2 separate regions of the Triticum aestivum genome follow, and region 2 is linked to region 1. A link is a contact called in public Hi-C data. All regions are on one chromosome and are shown on one strand. The core of a region is the stretch at or near the end of the contact, and the rest is flanking DNA. Distances in the headings are between cores, read along the strand shown.

Evidence for each region. Hi-C and Micro-C count contacts between places; a contact is called where the count stands out from the background.
Region 2: a contact with region 1 is called in a Hi-C map of leaf, with 4 times the contacts expected there. The contact joins the promoter of LOC123123007 here to the promoter of LOC123122989 in region 1. A contact is called at or near these places in 2 of 5 Hi-C or Micro-C datasets (both in leaf) and 1 of 1 datasets of contacts at active chromatin or transcription factors (leaf).

Annotation. Positions count from the first base shown.
Region 1 is chr1B:342,288,367-342,293,265 of IWGSC CS RefSeq v2.1, reverse strand. It overlaps LOC123122989, which reads right to left and starts at 2,903. Exons shown (of 5, transcript XM_044543384.1): 1 at 2,675-2,903; 2 at 2,072-2,400; 3 at 1,586-1,681. The coding sequence starts at 2,774.
Region 2 is chr1B:342,425,128-342,430,026 of IWGSC CS RefSeq v2.1, reverse strand. It overlaps LOC123123007 (monothiol glutaredoxin-S11), which reads right to left and starts at 2,580. Exons shown (of 3, transcript XM_044543406.1): 1 at 2,250-2,580; 2 at 1,510-1,584; 3 at 1-498. The coding sequence starts at 2,429. It overlaps LOC123122999, which reads right to left. Exons shown (of 5, transcript XM_044543395.1): 3 at 4,501-4,725; 4 at 4,294-4,413; 5 at 3,816-4,184. The coding sequence ends at 4,125.

The DNA of each region.
Region 1 (4,899 bases), core at 1,654-4,153:
GCATTTGCATCTTACCAAGCTACATAGCTTCAACACCATTACTCGTTACTCCCTCAAAATGTAGGCAGTATTTTTATTGGCCAAGACAAGGTTTGAATTCAATGAAGAGCAGGCCTCGTGCAGTGGTAGAGTATCTCCACTTGTGGCCTGGCGGTCCTGGCTTCGAACCAGCGTCCTTGCAGAATTATTATGCAAGGTTAAGGCTGTCTAGAAATTCCCTCTCCAGACCCCACCTTGTGTGGGAGCTTTCAGCACTAGGTACGCCCTTTTAACAAGTACTTGTACTGTAACTTTGTATCACATAGACCACACATTAAAAGGTTAGTTGTTGGTCAAAACCTTATCTTAACCAATCAAAATCCTATATTTTGCGACGGAGAGTGGACAGTTTTTCATGTGTCACTTTCCCTGTAACCCCCCACACCCTGAGCTCGATTGCCAATCTTGCCATCTCACACGAGCTCAATTATAATAGACTAGTTCCATTACGCTGTCATGTGTGGCGGCAAGAATAACGATGTGAGAGGCTTCTACAGACTCCCCAAGAATTTTTATTTTGTTAGTTGCGACCGGCAAAGGAAGATTTATTTTTTCCTTATATCAACTGTATGCCAAGGTTATTCGATTTTTTTAAAAAGTTCTGCTTGTAGCTGTCAATACACATACGTTTATAAGTTTTTCATAGGGGAAGGTATGGATGGTGCCTGTTGCCAAGCACAGGACATGGAGGACAAAACAATTGGAGTGTGTCTGTTCTTCAAGAAGGTTTTAGCAATATGTATTTTGGAATTGAGAGATCAATTATAGAACAAGCCTGATGAGCAAGCTCTAGGCAACACGAACTAAAGATACCACAAGGTCATTTTTCGTTTGGCAAGGAACAAGTTTACTGTTGTGCTTGAGAAGATTAGGGCTATGGTTGCTGCAAGTTTTCTTTGTGCTGATTGGGTTGTAGGCTAGCAGAACTTGCTTAGTGATATGGTCTTGCTCTTGAAAAGTTTCTACTTTTGTTTGTGCTGATTGGCATTTTGTTCATCTTCTTCTGCAATGCAGGTGTTGCAATACTAACCTGAAGTAGGCAGGGGTTTATGTGGTAACGCGCGAGTGATTTTTGGAAATAAGAAAGGAAAATAGGAAAATAAGTATGTTCCATGCCCACATAACATCCTAATCTGGCTTTGGCACTTGCGGTGTTCTAGTATTGGCATCTAAACATCGAGTTAGAAAATTAGAAGAATGTGAGGCAATAACCCAAATCAACAAAATAATAAGCAACGTGTCAGTTTAACTATACTGAACTTGTTAATAATTGCTACACTAAAATACGGCGAAAGAAAGCATCAACAGAAAATGCCAGAATCCTAACAAGCTTAGGGTAGTGTCACAAGATATTTGGACAAATTAGCACAGATTTAATCACGGATGAAGTGGCGTTTGGGGGTTACCACAGTCATTGTATTCCTGAACTTTATACCGGTTAACAGTTTTAGAGTCTACAAGCTGCCAAAGTAGTGTAAAATCTACCATTTAATTTTAAACAAAAGCTGTGGCCAGTGTACATAGGTTGCCAAGCAGATTCACTCACCCTAAAATCAGCTTTCCTTAAAACTTCCTTTGTAGATGTTTCAAACTGAGGTCTTGGAGGATTCCTTGGGGCTGCAGGTCTTGTAAGGTCAAGATCCTGTATGCAGTAGAGTTGAATAAAATCTGGTGTTAGAGGAGTACCATTCCAGTACATAACAGACTGATGCTTGCAATATCTTCTGGTGGATAAATGTTATTTAGATAGCTAAAATACTATAACAATATCTTCTGGTGGTTCACAGTTGTTTAGGCAATAGTGGATAAGACTAGCAATTTCTTTCTGTTTGACAAACATCTATCCGACACTTAATATGGAACGGAGGGAGTACTACACTGTGTACGCTAACTCCGCAGAATCTAGCTCACACATTTAGCCACGCTTCCTGAATACTTGTATATGCTAGACTAAATCTCAAGACTGCAAAGGAATTGTGATCTCTCAAATAGTACTTGAATCACCAAAGTAACAAACAGTTATCCCTCTTACCCGGACATTGTAAGTCGAGCCACGCCTGTAATTCACATCCGGCCTGAAATCGTAGTCATCATCATCAACCTCCTCCGTCATATGAAAGGTGCGGGCCGCATCGTCCAACTTCTCGTTCATGCCATCGTTTAAGGAATCGAAACCGTCCATGAACCCACCATTGCTACTCCCCTGACCAAACTCGGGCCGACCAAAAGCACCCATTCCAGAGCCCGTGCCGTGTCTACCAAAGGAGCTCCCAATCCCATCGAGCTTCCCGAAGAATGACTTGTCATCTGACTCAAACAGACGTTTCTCAAAGTCGTCCGCACTCTCGCCCGCGCCCTCTCCTGCGAAGCAACATTCACAGCAAACCGGCGTGTGAGAAAACAGCATCGCTAGAGCACTTTAAACATCAATTCCCCAAATATCACGCGTGTCGTCATCGCAAAATGAAGGGGTTTAGCACGCGAAAGCTAGAGAAAATGTTTGATTTGAACCTAGATCTCTCCCGCCGCCATTCGATTCGATGTTTTGGTTGTGACGGAATGGGGAACGGGTGAGCTAGGTTCGTATGTCGGAAATACTAAGCGGGAGAGGGAGGGAGGGGCTGGGGGTGCTTACCGGACAGGAAGGAGCGGCGGAACAAGGAGGCTGCGGCGGATGATGGGTCGGAAGTTAGCAGGCGTCGTGGAAGAGATCGTCTCAGCGCCGAGCTCGCCATCTCGCTCAGTACCTCGTCGCCGGCGCCGCAACCCGCAACCCGTCACCAGAGAAGCGAAGCCAGGGATGGGGGGTTTGGGGCTTCTTTTTGCGTTTCAGACCCGCCGTAGCTGGCCATCTGGGCGGCCCGACCCAAGGCTAAATGTACCTGGCATGGCATGTTTACTTAACAGGCCGTGTCGTGCCTGTCCTGCCGGTCAACGTGCCGCGACCCCACAGGGCCGGTGGATCCTATATGACGCGCGTGAGCGGCCAGGAGCTGAACCTTCGCTGAAGCGATCCCCCACTTGGGCCGGCCCACGTACGATTTCCTGTGCCGTTTTCCTTCGCTGCTTCTGCAGGTTTTTTTTTTAATATTCTTCTGCGGTTTTTTGCTTCCAGTTTTTCATTGTTTTGTCCGGTTTTCTGTTGTTTTGTTCAGTTTTTTTTATTTTTCTGTTTTGGTTACTTTTTTGTTTCATTTTCTTTTACATTATTTTTTTATTTTTCTGTTCTGTTTCTTTTTCTGTTTTCTTCTTTTTATTTGCGTGTTATATAAAATGTACACTGTGTATTACAAGAAATTTCATTGTATCAAGAAAAATGTTCATTTTATATTATGAAAATTGTTCACCTTTGCATATGAAAATGTTCATCGTGTATTAAAAAAATGTTCATCGTATATTAGGAAATTGTTCAACGTTTTTTTACTAAATGTTCAATGCATATTCAAAAATTGTACAACACATGTATTCATATTGTTCCAAAAATGTTCATCATGTATTATTTAAAATGTTCAATGGATATAAAAAATGTTCAGTATATATATTTTGGAATTTTTTTATTTTGGTTTTAGTTTTTCAACAAATATACAAATGTTTACTATGTTTCTTAATTTTGTTCAGTGTATATTACACAATGTTCAATGTGTATTCGCAAATTGTTCAACGTATTTTTACAATACGTGTCTGAAAATTGTTCAGCGCATATATTCATAATTTTTCAAAAATGGTCATCGTATATTAAAATAAGTCATCATCTATTATTTCAAATATTCAGCTTAATTTAAGAAAATGTTCAACAGATATCGCAAAATGTTCAACGGATATTACAAAATATTTTATGTGTACTTAAAAAAAGATTCAACAGTGTATGGAACTTAAAAATTCGCGCCTCGTATTATCAGAGTTCATCACTGGTTCCGACGGTTAGCAAGCTAGCTTTAAAAATGGAGGTCGTGAGTTCGAACTTTTGCGGGCACATGAATTTTTGTTTCTTTTTTTACTTCTGAGCTCGTTTCCTCCTAATGGGTCGGCCCATGCGCTCCTCCTTCAGCGAATGCTCGACCATTTGCCGCCCGCGCGCGGCAAATAGGAGCTCTTCCCAGGGCCATGCACGGACTCCTTAGTAAACGGTCGGGCCAGCGACACGTTAGGCTCGTGTGGGCCGTGTACTTTTCGGCCTAATGTTGTTTTGGGGCCATTCGGCCTGTTTTGGGGCTATTCGTTAGGCTCCTACTCGCCGCTCGTTGCGGCAAACAGACACGGTTTCGCGCAGGCGGGTGTCCAACTGGGTCGGCCCGTCAATATAGTAAACGACAGCGTGCTGTAAAATGAAAGATGTCGTCGTCGCGGGAATTCGAAACCAGGCCTCATGCAATACCTGACATGGCACAACTAGTTGAGCTAGCAGTCGTTACAGGTTCTATTGCAGCGCTAAGATTAAAGAACCAACCTGCAGTGCAGATCCAAATTATATCTTAAATTTCAAAAGCATTTTTTATTAAAAAATGAAGGGATGTGTGAAACAGAAACAACTTGCTAACTTTGCAAACAAAATTTTAAAACTGAAATGTTTTCGAAAATCAGGAACATTTTGTTTGAAACGGGAACATTTTTCACAATTCCAAGACAGAATTTGAAATTGTGAACATATTTTAAAAAATGTGAAAACAATAACATTTTCTGAATTTGTGAACAAAATTTGAAACTGAACAATTTTGAAACTCCTGAAAAAATGAAAACGTGCACATTTTAAAATTTTGTGAAGAATTTTTGAAAACGGGAACATGTTTTGAACCGCCTGAACATTTTTTTAAATTCTTGAACAAAATTTTGAAACTGGACAATTTCAAAACTCCTGAAAAA
Region 2 (4,899 bases), core at 1,331-3,830, 140 kb before region 1:
GTTGTGCTCCTTCATTACATCCTTTAGTTCACCACTTTCATGCATAGCAATAACAATATCACATCCACCAAGCAACTCACCTTTGCAGTACAACTGAGGAAAAGTTGGCCAGTTAGAGAACTTCTTCAGTCCTTCACGTACTTCATTATCTGTAAGGATGTCAAAGCTCCCAAATTCAACACCTTCCTGCTTCAAAATGTCAACCACCTTTCGGCTGAAACCACACCTTGGTTCTTCTGGATTTCCCTTCATAAATAAGATGACGGGATGGGAATTGACAAGCTGCTCCAAACGCTTCTTCAGTGTACTTTCAGAAGCAGAAGATCCATTTTGCCGTGCCATTTCTTGGACCTTTTCGAGTACAGCAGGACCAGCAGCCACCCCCAAGCTAGCAGGTGCAGCAGACTCAGCAACATTGGCAGGGCCAGCTAACTTTGCGACCTTATTGGCCAGGCTGGCTGGGTTTGCACCCTCCAAGGTATCAACAGGTTTGCCTTCCTGAAAAGAGATAAACCATGCACAGATGACAACCTCTTACAAAGAAGGCAATATAGAAAACTTCCAAGGAATTTGATAAAATACATTTGGCACAGCAATGAAGAAAATCTGGAAGCTAAGCAAATATGACCTCTTACAAATATGACCTCAGATATGCGCACAGAGCAAATACAACAACAACAACAACAACAACAACAAAGCCTTTAGTCCCAAGCAAGTTGGGGTAGGCTAGAGGTGAAACCCATAAGATCTCGCAACCAACTCATGGCTCTGGCACATGGATAGCAAGCTTCCATGCACCCCTGTCCACGCACAGAGCAAATGCCATATGAAAATCCCAAGGTTGTGTGACATGTATAGGTTGGCATTACAAAGGAGTCTCATGATAACACCAAAATGCCAAGTGAAGACATGACCTAACTAGCCTAGCAAAAAAGACATTGTGCATGCTGACCTCATGAGGTCCATCACAATATCATTAGATTGGTTCTAGTCATACAGAACATTTCATTGTCCATACAACACTCCAATGACCTGAACTTGTAAGAGCCTGCATGGTGCATCATCTCACAACAAAATTTACCAAAAGAAGCAAGAACATAAAACGTCCATGCTAGGATGAACCAATTAGCTTATAAACCCATGCAGAATCTTTAGGGCAGGCAGGCTAGAGTAAATTCAGTGAGGTGTGTATCTAACTTCATCATTCCACAGTATATGAGGCATGGGCACACATAATTTGTGTCATTGCTTGTAGAATACTTCATGCATAGAAGTTTGAAAGTGGGTCCTAACAATAATGTCAATAGATGCCTCATCATGAGGACAGAACACATGCTTGATTCTTTTGCCTTTAAAAATGGACAAGAGAACATGTGCAATTCAACTTTAACAATAAGCAAGAAGAATACTGTGACCCTACCAGGATTCATTTTTTGAAGTATAAACAATGAAAAGAGGTTCATTAGCATTTACGGAACACATTTTGTGACAACTACAAACAGCAAATACCTTGCAGAAAACAAAGTATGGCACTGCTGTAACACCATATGCCTCTGAAATTTCCGGTTGTTCTTCAGCTTCAACCTGACAAAAGTTACCAACAGATATTGAAATTATGATATGGTGTGTCATTGGCAGAGCATAAAGAATGAACATAATTATTGACTAAAGAACACTTAATAATAACCAAAGGGCAATAGTCGCAAAGGAGAAATATTTTTATTAGATCAGTCTTTTGAATCACACGGTGAAATTAGTAGACAGTGGACCGTCCTCAGCTGTCATTCCACACTCTTAACTGAGTCTATCTATAAGCTAACGGGAAGAGCCAAGGGCTTCAAGCACGAACGGGTTGCATTCAGCTGTTATCTCATGATGAGTCCATACCTAATGTGGCGTTGAATTCAGCTGTTATCTGATAATAGTCACAAGTGGGGCTAGATTCAGGTTAATCAATCGCATACACATCACATGCTAACTACACACTACAGATAGTGCTTGTCGCATCGTATAATAACTAAATAAACATGAATAATCACAATATGAATAATAATCAAACATGCGAAAAAAGTAACTTGGACAGCAGCATGATTCACGCGCCAGAACCCTAAACGCGAACCGCGAATCTGTAGCCAGGGGCCTAGACCGCCGCCTTAGAATCACGATCCACCGGAAACCGGCCCGAACCCAAATCTACCGCGACTACATGAGAGGAATCGGAGAGCAGCAGGCGGCGGGTGCGTGCGTACCCTGAGGAAGAGCGCATGGGGGAAGTCGACGGCGAGGTGGGCGAAGACCTCGTCCATCTGCTTGGAGGCCTCGCACCAGGCCGCCCAGAAGTGCACCGCGGCGGCCCGCGCGCCGCCGACCGCCTCGTCCAGCTCCGCCTTCGACCCCACCTCCCTCACCGCCCCGCCGCCGCTCGCCATCGCCGCCTCCGCTCCCTCGCACTTCCCCACCAGAAACAACAATCGACGGCGAGAACGCTTGAGATGGTAGCTACCAGCGGGGGCGATTGGAGGAAGGAGACGACGGATGACTCGTGCCGAGGGGTTGCGACCTGGGGTTTTCCTCTCCAGCCCCGTGCGGTGGGACGGCGACGGAAGATTCCAGAAGGGGCCGGGACCGACCTAGGCTGTTTGGGCCTGGCCGGAGCGGGCTAACGGCCCAAGAGACAAAAGAATCGGTCTGATGACGTGGACCCATGCGGCCGGCCCGGCAAAAAGCCAGAGGCTGCGGCGGCGGCGGGGTCCAGCCGCCGTCCGGGGGGTCCCCTCCCCTACCCTCGCCCCGGCCGACGAGTCTATATAAATCCGAAGCATTTCTCAGCTGCCCTCGGGCGGCCAGAAACGGAACCCTAGTAGTACGTAGTTGCCACAAAGCCCTTCTCCTGAATCCCACACGCTGCCTCCACCGATTCAGATCTGGGCCTGATGATGGACTCATGACCTTCCGTTCATTGTTTTCTGTTTGATTTGATTCTCTTGAGGTGTGTGTGTGAGTTTGCTGGATGGTTTGGATCGATGATGCTCTTGTAGAAATACTGCGTTATCTTCCTGATCAATGTGAGGCCGCCGCGATGAGCGGCGGCTTCCTGATGACACCATTATCTCGCTGAGATCCAACTACCAGCAACCTCGCCGGCCTTTTGTTCTTGTTTTCCTCTGTCTCTTTTGCCTGTTTCCCTCTGGATTTTTCTTTGAAAAGTTTGAAGCGAGAAACCTCATTTCATGGTGAAGTCTCTCCACATATGCTTACGAAAAGCACACGAGAAATTACTACTACTTCTCCAAACAGATCAGTGCGCTAAGAGATTGTTCTATCTCTCAACCTCTTTCGCTAGCGCTCTCTGAAAAATTGCGTAGAAAAATCATTCCTCAAATCACGCTCAACATCCTAACACTAGCTTTGCCTCATCCATTGATTAAGAAGGAAACGGACAAGAGTTTGCAACATTACTCCCTCCGTTCTAAAATAGATGACCCAACTTTGTATTAACCCTCTGTTCCAAAATAGATGATCCAATTTTGTATTAAAGTTAGTACAAAGTTATTTTAGAACGGAGGGAGTAGTACACAAGTAGTTTGACAACACGATTACACCATGCGATGCTTCAGAAATAGTGTAGCCATTATAACCAAATCTTAAAACAAAATAAAGATCGTGAGCAGTGCAACATGCATATTGTTTATGTTTAACTCTTCAGATAAGAAGCATCACTCGTTTCCGCTGATCCAATCTCAAATGCAATCACTTCTCAAATCACCATCAAATATTATGCACAACCAGTTTGACAACACGAATACACCAAGCGATGGTGGAGAGGCCATTATAACCACATCTTAAACAAAATAAAGATGGTGAGCAGTGCAACATGTATATTGTTTATGGTTACTACAACCTGGTCTAACAGTTTTGCTGGATTGTACCTGGTTGACAGACAGGCGAACATAAACATCATAGATACAACACGATTACAAGCAAAATAAACGTCAGCATCTCTAGCATACACTGTCCCAGTATAGTCATGCATGCTTATTTACAGCTGTTCTAGTAGATTTACAACGGCTCTGGCAGAATAGCACGGCGTTAGCGTGGCCTGGTCCATGAGCTTAACCCACGAATTATGCCATATATCCATCAGCTGCAAAGAAAGGAAGCGACTTCAGTGGCATCACCTGCTCCTGCAACAAAGGGAATGTGAATGTGCTTGTGGTGAGTTCAGATCCAAGTAGACTCGTCAGCAAAACAGCAAACAAAGGGAGCTCGTTGTAAGAGTGTAACTGATGATACCTCGGCGTTCTCCAGATGTTCCGCAGGGAAATGGAGCCCAGTGGAACAGTTCTCCAGCACCTCAGGGGTCTTCATCCACGCCTTGTGGGCTTCGATGGACTTCAGCTTGTACCGAAACATCTGCAAAAACAAATCTAGTTTTCAGGACCATTTTATTCACACAAAGCTCAAAGTGTAGGCAGCAGCTGATCATGTGCTCCTCCAAACCTCAGACAACGAAATAGTTGGCTTTTCGAGCTCATCTCCCTCGACGTGAATCCCTGTACCCTGACATTCTGGGCATAGGATGGACATTATTCTGCTCTTTGGCGCTGTTTTCGCCTTTCTTCCTCGTTTGCTCTTTCCCATCTTTGCAATCTGATCAGCCAGCACCTCATATTGGCACAAAATTGTCCAGTGCAGTAAGCATGAAGTGTGAAATAGATGAAAAGCCTGGGGGGGAAAACATGTTTAGCCAAGTAGTCACAGCTGAAGGCTTTGAATTTAAAGATGGAATTATCTAGCTATATTTGTTTAAAAGAAGAAAGCAGCATATGTTTGTACTGTACTAAGGATCTCAGATAACAGTTTAACGTAGTTCCAAGATCTTGTCTCTGTACTCATAAA